2 separate regions of the Triticum aestivum genome follow, and region 1 is linked to region 2. The links are chromatin contacts, called in public HiCAR-type maps. All regions are on one chromosome and are shown on one strand. The core of a region is the stretch at or near the end of the contact, and the rest is flanking DNA. Distances in the headings are between cores, read along the strand shown.

Region 1 (4,836 bases), core at 461-2,960, 410 kb after region 2:
AGGGTAATGCTGAGAGGTTCTTCATTTGTCGATTCGGAAACTGCAACCATTTTATTTTCCTTCACTGGAAACTCACGTGTTGAGACTTGAAACACCAGAATAGATTCGCATGCAGAATTGATCCGTACAATAGACAATGCGGGCTCCTTTGATTTAGCACCAAGACATTTTTTTTAGCATCAACAGTGTTAGCACTTAGCAGGCTGCAGGGAACCAAATAATGATCAGGGAATTTTTTTTTTGCTGTGCTGTGAAGTGCAGGTTTTCTTTGTATTTAGTGTAGTTTTTCTTTTTTTAGCCGTTTTGAAGTTAGTGTGCTTTGGTCACAACTCACAACTGATAGATCTACATGGGCCGACTAGTAGATCTGATAAAAATCTCATGGAGGCCCATAGTCGGCGATTCCTATTTTGACGATTTAGGCGTCAATTACTGTGTATTTTACAACCAGCGTCTGAAGCGCCCTGCACTGGCCGGCCCATCTATCTGTGTTTTAATCCCCAAAACCAAGCGCGTCGATTGAGATTCGAACAAGCAACCTCCCGCATATAGTATGCTGGTGTAACCCCCGTGCCACCCAGAAGGATCCGGTAAGATTCAACTTTTTCCTTCTTTTATTATTATTTTCTTTTCTTCTTCATAGTTCGATGAATTGCTTGCAAATACGTGAAATTTTTCTTCAAGTCGATGATTTTTTTTAAAAAAATTGCACATTTTTTAAAATCATGAACTTTTTTCAAAATCCATTAACTTTTCTTTAAATTCATTGAACTTTTTTCAAATTTGATAAACTTTTTTTCAAAATCAATGAACTGTTTTCAAAATCGAAGATTTTTTTTCCAAATTTGATGTTTTTTTCAAAATCGGTTAACTTTAAAAAAATGCTTAATTTTTTCAAATTGATGAACTTTTTTTCATGTTCATGATTTTTCTGAAAATCCATGAATTTTTTTGAAACCTAGAATTTTTTTGTTCTTTGTGATTTTTTTCTGTTTTCTCTCAAATGTCGACGTGTACATGGGCCAACCCACCAGCGCCGGCGCGTGGGTGCCGGAAGCGCCCCCATAGTGGTATCCTAGTAAGACCAGCTGCCTCCAAGTTGGGCCCATAATTTGTATATTTCATTTTTGTTGTGGGCCTCTGCCCTGTTTTTTTTTGAACTGTAAGAAATTGTTCTTCCATATGAGGTTGTCTCCAAAGTTTACAAAATATGATTTTTTGGGGGGAACAATTACATCGTTTACTAGTTGGCTAAGTAAAAACCCCGAAGGTTCATTGGCCCAACTATCGTCACACCTATTATAAAAATTGAACTTAGCTAGCTCATGAGCGACAAAAATTGCATCACGAAAAGAATGCTTAAAGATGACCTTCCCTATTAACCACAAAATATTAGTTTGTGTAGTTGTGTTCTACTCCCTCCGTCTCATAATATAAAAGCGGTTTTTACACTACACGGATGACCTTATTCCCAGGTTTATTATGAATGTGTATGGTCCTCCTCGAAGAAGAATATTTATAGTCCTGCATATCCAGAGTTATGAATACGGATTTGCTATTTTACAGTCGACTGTTTTTCAATTCGTTGACATTCAAATCTCTGTCCGTTCGGTCTCGCTTTGAGATTCATGCTCGGTCTTGTTTGCTTTGTGTCGGTTTTTAGGTCGGGTTTTTTTTATCGGGCGTGGTTTTTTTGTTTCCGCCCATTTTTGTCGTTTTTGAATTTAGGAGCAGGGTGTCGTTCCCCATTTCCATTCCGATAAGGCAGAGGGGAGAGGTCGAGCGGCGGAGGAGAGGAAGGCGATTCCTTGTGTTCATGGCGATTTCGAGCTCATCCACGGCAGGATACTGACTTCTTCCTCTTGTTTCTCGTCGTCCGCGGCTGCTCTGGTTGGTTGTCCCCTCTCTCGCGCGCTTTTTGCCTGTGGTTTTTGTGCCTTTGTAGTTTCAGATCTAGGTGATTTCGCGTATCCGCGGGCTGCGCATGTTGCTGTCGCGGTGTCGCCTTTGGGGTGTGCGCGTGAATTTCTGGTAGGAGCCTGCAGTGCGCCACGGGCAGTTTTCGCCGTGATCCCGTGTGTTGTTGTTGTGGTCTCACACGAAATCCCTCCCCCCTGCGGTTGTTTGGTTCTTGTTGTTGATGTGTAGGTAGGCGTAGAGGCTAGTTTTCCTGCAGTTGATGTTGAGGTAGGCGTTGTAGGCGTTAGTTTTTAGCGGCGGATCCCGTAGCTTGTCCCTGAATAGTTCCTGTTTGTAGCCCCAGAATTTTGTCATGTTAGTCTCGTTTTCTACCATGTTGTTGTTCATCCCAGATGTTTTACTGAACATCTCTATGTATTTTGCTCCTTTTGTTGTGCATTTTCCTGAATTTCGTGCTTGTTTTTCAGTGTTTTCTCCATAATAGGAAGTGTATGTAAGATCAAGGGTCTGCAGTGGTATGCGCATGAAGTTCTGCTGTGCATTTTGTCTACCTTCATCTCTGTGCAGTTGACCTATATGCATCTCTATGCTGTAGAACTTCACTGCTTGCTTATGTGCCTCATGTAGCTTTGCTGTACTTTCTTCTTTTTTAGTTAATATTGTACCCCTTGCAGTATTTTGCCCAGTGTTTATGTTGTCATAGTTGATGTGCAACTTTCTCCCTAATTAGTGTGTGGGTATTGTATCCTTTGGCCTTTGTAAATATTGTATCCTTTGGCCCTGTTCTAGTCTATAATACCCCTCTTGTTCTTCACTATGCATGTGTAGTAGCACTGCCTTTCTTCTTAGTGTGATTGCTATTGTATTTTTTCTTAATTTTTATTTGATGTATCTCTGACTTAGACTGTACTTCCCCTAGTTTTCTTTTGATGTAGTTGTATGCCCGATGAATTTTTGTAATGTATTTTTTGAAGTTCAGTGTATTTCCCTGGAGTTTTACACTGTAATTTGTGTGGGTGAGGAATGTAATTAACCATATGGCTTACACTGCAACTAACCATAGTGCTTACACTGTAAATTAGCAGAGTTTTCCACTGTAACTAACCATATGGCTTACACTGCAACTAACCATAGGGCTTACACTGTAAATTAGCAGAGTTTTCCACTGTAACTAACCATAGGGCTTACACTGTAAATTAGCAGAGTTTTCCACTGTAATTAACCATAGGGCTTACACTGTAAATTAGCAGAGTTTTTCACTGTAATTAACCATAGGGCTTACACTGTAAATTAGCAGAGTTTTCCACTGTATTTTGTGTTGATGAGGTGTGACGCCCCCGATTCAATCGTACACTAATCATGCACGCAAATGTGTACGATCAAGATCAGGGACTCACGGGAAGATATCACAACACAACTCTACAAATAAAATAAGTCATACAAGCATCATAATACAAGCCAGGGGCCTCGAGGGCTCGAATACAAGTGCTCGATCATAGACGAGTCAGCGGAAGCAACAATATCTGAGTACAGACATAAGTTAAACAAGTTTGCCTTAAGAAGGCTAGCACAAACTGGGATACAGATCGAAAGAGGCGCAGGCCTCCTGCCTGGGATCCTCCTAAACTACTCCTGGTCGTCGTCAGCGGGCTGCACGTAGTAGTAGGCACCTCCAGTGTAGTAGGGTCGTCGTCGACGGTGGCGTCTGGCTCCTGGACTCCAGCATCTGGTTGCGACAACCAGAAAGAAAGGAAAGGGGGAAAAAGGGGGAGAAAGCAACCGTGAGTACTCATCCAAAGTACTCGCAAGCAAGGAACTACACTACATATGCATGGGTATATGTGTAAGGGGCCATATCAGTGGACTGAACTGCAGAATGCCAGAATAAGAGGGGGATAGCTAGTCCTATCGAAGACTACGCTTCTGGCAGCCTCCGTCTTGCAGCATGTAGAAGAGAGTAGATTGAAGTCCTCCAAGTAGCATCTCCAAGTAGCATCTCCAGTAGCATCTCCAGTAGCATCTCCAGTAGCATCGCATAGCATAATCCTACCCGGCGATCCTCTCCTCGTCGCCCTGTAGAAAAGCGATCACCGGGTTGTCTGTGGAACTTGGAAGGGTGTGTTTTATTAAGTATCCGGTTCTAGTTGTCATAAGGTCAAGGTACAACTCCAAGTCGTCCTGTTACCGAAGATCACGGCTATTCGAATAGATTAACTTCCCTGCAGGGGTGCACCAACTTACCCAGCACGCTTGATCCCATTTGGCCGGACACACTTTCCTGGGTCATGCCCGGCCTCGGAAGATCAACACGTCGCAGCCCCACCTAGGCAAAACAGAGAGGCCAGCACGCCGGTCTAAACCTAAGCGCACAGGGGTCTGGGCCCATCGCCCATAGCACACCTGCACGTTGCGAGGGCGGCCGGAAGCAGACCTAGCCCTAGTCAGGCGTTCCAGTCCAATCCGGCGCGCGCCGCTCCGTCGCTGACGTCTGAAGTGCTTCGGCTGATACCACGACGTCGGGATACCCATAACTACTCCCGCGTAGATGGTTAGTGCGTATAAGCTCGTAGCCAACTCAGATCAAATACCAAGATCTCGTTAAGCGTGTTAAGTATCCGCGAACGCCGAACAGGGCCAGGCCCACCTCTCTCCTAGGTGGTCTCAACCTGCCCTGTCGCTCCGCCACAAAGTAACAGTCGAGGGCCGTCGGGAACCCAGGCCCACCTCTACCGGGATGGAGCCACCTGTCCTTTCAGCCCCCTCATCAGAATCACTTGCGGGTACTCAATGAGCTGACCCGACTTTAGTCACCATCTGTATAGTATGTATGTATGTATAGTATATACCCGTGATCACCTCCCAAGTGATCACGGCCCGATAGTATAGCAAGGCAGACTGACAAGAATGTAGGGCCAA
Region 2 (4,906 bases), core at 2,213-4,712:
TCTTAAAAGGGTTGACGGCCACCAAAACTGGACCTGCTTTAGTCTACAATGCAATAGCATATCACTAAGAAATTCATTGAACTCCAGAAGAAAAGACAAGGTTCTGATCTATCCTCACATAAATCATGTCTTGTGAATATCTGTACTGCAAGTTGTACAGCACAGATGGCTCACTTAGATAACTCAGCTGCATAAGATCATCCACTCCATCAAGAATTTCAGGATTTGCAGGTTGAAGGCTCTCCGTTTTCAATCTTAGAACCTTCAATTGGAAGAAGGGGAGTCAAACTATAATAATTTCAAAGAGATAATAAGATCTTCCACGCAGATTTTAGGTAGCTTACTTTTCCTTCAGGAACCTTTAGTACAGACTCGTCACCAGAGGTAGTAATCACGGTGCATAAGGCCCAATCACCATTTGGAAGCTGACAAAAAACTCTATGCTTCTGCAACAAGTGTTAGGTAGAATGTAAATTAGCGTCTTACTCCAAGTTGAAAAACAGATACAGGCATATCAGTTGTATAATTCCAGAAGTTGTTCAATTTGAAATTGGATGTTTAATAAGTACCTAATGCATCTCTTAATTGTGACACAACAGTATTATATGTAATAATGGGTAGCTAAAACAGAAAAATTACCAAAGACACGACAGGAAATAAGTACAAACTACTGAAACACCATTTGTGGATCAAAATTTAAATGATGAAGCTCTATTTATGGGTTTAACATACCCCTAACAGTAAGCGCAGTGCAATGTTTTATGACAGATCACATCATGATAACAACCTAGAAGTCTATAACTAGAGAACAACACATTCCTCGAACTCCCGCCAAAACTTCGCATGGCGCCTTCCTGGCATTGCAACGTCAAGTGGCAACATGTATAACTGCAGTATCATGGACAACAACCTACGACCATCTACAACCGGACTGGGCAAATATGACCCCGTAAACGTCCACGGACAGCGCCGGCCCGCACCTCATTTGTCCGTGTGCGCAGTCATCCCCTCATATGCAAACCCTCAAATCCATGCAAAAACATGCAACGTAGATTTCAACACACATACTTCCATTGCACATAGTTCACATAGTCCGGACATTACATAGGGGAGTTGTACATACCTATGTTTTTAAGGCGACGCCTTACCGCCTTAGGGAGTGGGGGGCGCTTTGGCGCCTAGGCGACGCCTAGGCGGGCGCTTTGGACGCCTAGGCGCCCAAAGCGGTCGATTTTCCAAAGCGGAGGGGGAGCGCTTCGACGCCTAGGCGTCGCCTTAGGGACGCTTTTAAAACATAGGTACATACCATGAGAGACTACCAAAATGATGGCATCTTCTACTACTTCATCATAACTAAATTAACACTATATAGATATACATAGTTTAGTTCATCACCTACGGCTGCCCTTGCCCTTGTCCTCGTGCTCGCGAAAGTAGTGGTCAAAGACATAGTAGGGGTCGAGGAGGATCTGCTCGGCGCCAGAGCTGGACATGTCGGACACGACACTGGACATGTTCAGATCCTCCTCCTTGGGGGGGAGGCTGGCGAGGGTACGGACGGCCAGGGTTTGCTCCACAGCAAGGTCACGGGCGGCCCGGGCACGCCTCTTGGCCCAGATCCGAGCACGGGCTTCCTCGTCGCCGGCCGCCGTTACGCAACACACCTTCTCCCTTTCACGGCGGGCACGATCGTCCCTCGACCTCTTGGCCTTGCGCATTGACCTCCGACTCGGAGTCCGATGCCGCAGGGACAAGGATCCAACGCTGGCCAGCCCTCCTCTCAGCGCACGCCTGATGCGGTAACGGTGCGAACAGGCGATGCGAGCTTACGCCTGAGGCAATGCCACCAATGGATGCCATCCGGAGTGGCAGAGAAGGCGCCCAGCTGGTGGATCTGCCGCCCTCTCAGGAAACGGTGGACCGCAAGCCAAACAAACGGCTACTTCAAACTTGCCCGAGCCGGCAGCCAGATACCAGTCGATGGATCCGGACCGGGCGGACTCAGACCGCTGCTAGCCATGCCGGAGATGACAGGAGCTGTGCGGATAGGAACCGGGGGTGGTGCGGGGCTACCTGGAAGTGGAGTGGACTGAAGAATGGCTAGGGTTTGCTCCAGGGTGGGGATAGGGGGTGATTTTGTGGGGTCGGGATGGGCCGGTCCAACATGGCAGACGCGTCCGGGCAGCCCCAAATCCAACATGGCAGACACGTCCGGGCAGCCCTAAATCCGCCCCACGAATGGGTCGGACAGCCTGGACGTTTGGGCTGGGTTTGAGGGGTCCGGGTGGGTGGCTGTTTGAGGTGTCCGAGCTGCCGCTCGGACGTTTAGGGGGGGAAGTGGGGGTCCGGTTGTAGATGCTCTAAAGCACGTAGAAATGGAGTTACATCTTGGTATCTATGTAGCTCAGCCTAGCACTTCACAATTGTGTTTACTGGTTGCTGGAAATAGGCTCTACAGCTGGTTAATGCAGGAATTCAATCAAACTACCAAAAAAGAAAACTCTGAATAATAGGAGTTCACAGATTCAGAAACCACAAAACTTTTAAGCATTATCCATATAAATTCTGCCATTCCAGAAGTGTCGGAAAACAGAAAGGGCAAAAACGAAGGGGGAAAGCCACCTTTTTAGCACCGTAGGAGCTGGTGTCACCCCATCTGGTGTCGCGTGGTGAGGGGCCAGCAGCCGCCGTCGGCGACGGCCTCCGCAGCGTTGCGGCTGCAGAGGACGCCGAATCGACCTCCCCGCCACCCCCAGCACTCTCCTCCTCCTCCGTTGTCGTCGCCTTGGAGCTGTAGGGAGAGTCGGCGTCTCTCTCGGGCGGCACCGCCTCCCCTTCCTCGTCCGCCGCCGCAGCAGCGGCCCGGCGCCCGACGCCGTTGGCCGCCGGGCCGGCTTCGACGCCGGCACGCGCGGCGGAGTACTTGTAGTCGAGCGACATGGACCGCGCGGGCTGCACCTTGGTGGGCCCGCGCGGGCGCAGCGCCGCGGACTTGCGCACGGACCGCACCTCCACCGACGCCATCGCCGGCCGGCGCGCCCGAGATCACCTCGCGGAGAGCCCCAAAACTCCCGCCTCCGACGGGATCTCCGCGCTGACCACCTCAAATCCACACAGCCCAACCTCCTCCCAGCGCCAATCCAATCCCCCGCGCCCAGCAAACGACTCCCAAATTCTACAGAAAACCGCAGAAAAACACCACCGGACCAGCCGATCTGGGAAACCGCCGAGGCCTCAGGAATGGCAGCGCGCGCGAGCTCCCCGTGGCCGTGGAGATGCGCAACCCCGTGGCCGTGGCTCCTCCTCCACAGGCGCAGCAGCTCGCGTACGCCTCCTCCCCTCTCTCTCTCTTTCTCTCGGGGGAAGGGTGAGAGAGCCAGCGACAGGGACAGAGTCACCAGAGGGAGGGAGAGAGAGAGTGGGGGAGGAATATTTTAATGGAATTAAGGCACCTCGCTTTTAGTATCCGGGACGAATTACGTGGTGGTGGTGGTTTAAAAATGTTCAAATCTAAATGGGGGTGGCCGGGTGGGTGGAGGGGGGAAGGTTTTGAATCCGCCACATGGCAAAGCCCTCCTCTCACTCACAATAATTCTAGTTCGGCCGCTGCTGGTGGCAGGATCAGGATGGATTCATCAGATCCAGGGGAAAAAAGTGTGGCTGGCATAGGAGTCAGCAACGGGTGGCCTGCCTCGCGGTGACGGCGCGCTAACGGCTCCGGCCGTTGTTCCCTACCCAAAATGCCGACGATGGCCTCAGGTTTCAAAGAATTATCAGGGACGATGCGCAAAAAGAAAGAATTACCAGGGACGACGACGATTCTACGGGAGAGGAAAAATGCAGGGGACAGGTGTCTCCGTGCTCGTGGTAAAAGAAAGGCATCTCTTGACTTTTCCTCTTGGACAGTGCTGTCGTATGCTTCAGTCCAAACCAGTGGTTAAGCATGTTTGTTTCTATATATGGTTTCTGGTTCTTCTTTTCTTTTCTGGAGTCGTAAATGAGTACTAGTAGTAGTACTAGTGGCAGGTATTTAAATCCTCTCGAAAAAAGTACTTCCTCTATAAACTAATATTTGATCGTTTAGATCACTACTTTACGAAGGGAGTAGTAGGTTTTTAATATTTCATGAGAAAGAATACATACATTGCTGGTGCGAAATGTGCCTTTTGTGTATAATATTCTTTGCACAGGGATTTGTAAATTGTTGAAATAAAAAAAATCGAGGAATGCATACACAGTTAGAACAAGGACGAAATTAAGGGGGTCTCTGGTTCTCCATCTTGCAGGATGCTTGGTTGTGCTCGATTTCAAATAACAAGTCGGCAAAATTTTAAAACATACTGCTTCCGGATGTTTACACGAGCTCCTGGTCAATGTTATCTTCACATTGTTTGACCCGTTATGTTTGAGGGACTGATTCAGCATTGCGCGTGTCGCTTTACAGGTGGCCTCGTACGTCAGAGGAAAAGCGGATTTTGCAGAGGTAAACCGACAAAAGGTCACACAACCACTCGCTGACAAGTGGTCCAGAGACCTCTCCACCACGCAAGCTGCTGCTAACGGTTAGTGCGAAATGACTTTTCGGCCCCTAATATTGAGAGTTACATTGAGGACACAGACGTAATTGGCAGGCCTGGAAAGGAAATGCACGCAAAAACGTGACCGGATAATGTAGCAGTGGCTCGTAAACAAATACCGACCTGATGACTACGCGGCAGCCAGACCCGGATGAGGTCTAGCACCAACGTCTCGTCCCGTTTTGAACAGCAGCCGTAAGATGGGGATCGGGCGGACACGAGCGGGTCGTCAAGTGCGGCTCGGAAGAACGGGTCTCTCTGCGCCACATGACGGCACCTCATTTTGTCTCTGTTCGTTTCGATCCATTCAAAACTGCATGTACACGTGT

What was found. HiCAR-type assays count read pairs that join an accessible place to other places.
Region 1: a HiCAR-type map of leaf shows a contact between it and region 2, with 7 times the contacts expected there. The contact joins the promoter of LOC123046659 here to the promoter of LOC123046629 in region 2. A contact is called at or near these places in 2 of 5 Hi-C or Micro-C datasets (leaf and an unstated tissue) and 1 of 1 datasets of contacts at active chromatin or transcription factors (leaf).

Annotation. Positions count from the first base shown.
Region 1 is chr1A:294,275,854-294,280,689 of IWGSC CS RefSeq v2.1, forward strand. It overlaps LOC123046659, which reads left to right and starts at 1,711. Exons shown (of 8, transcript XM_044470067.1): 1 at 1,711-1,890.
Region 2 is chr1A:293,864,586-293,869,491 of IWGSC CS RefSeq v2.1, forward strand. LOC123046629 (myosin-1) reads right to left here and starts at 3,463. Exons shown (of 23, transcript XM_044470027.1): 1 at 2,623-3,463; 2 at 345-446; 3 at 119-262; 4 at 1-43. The coding sequence starts at 3,024.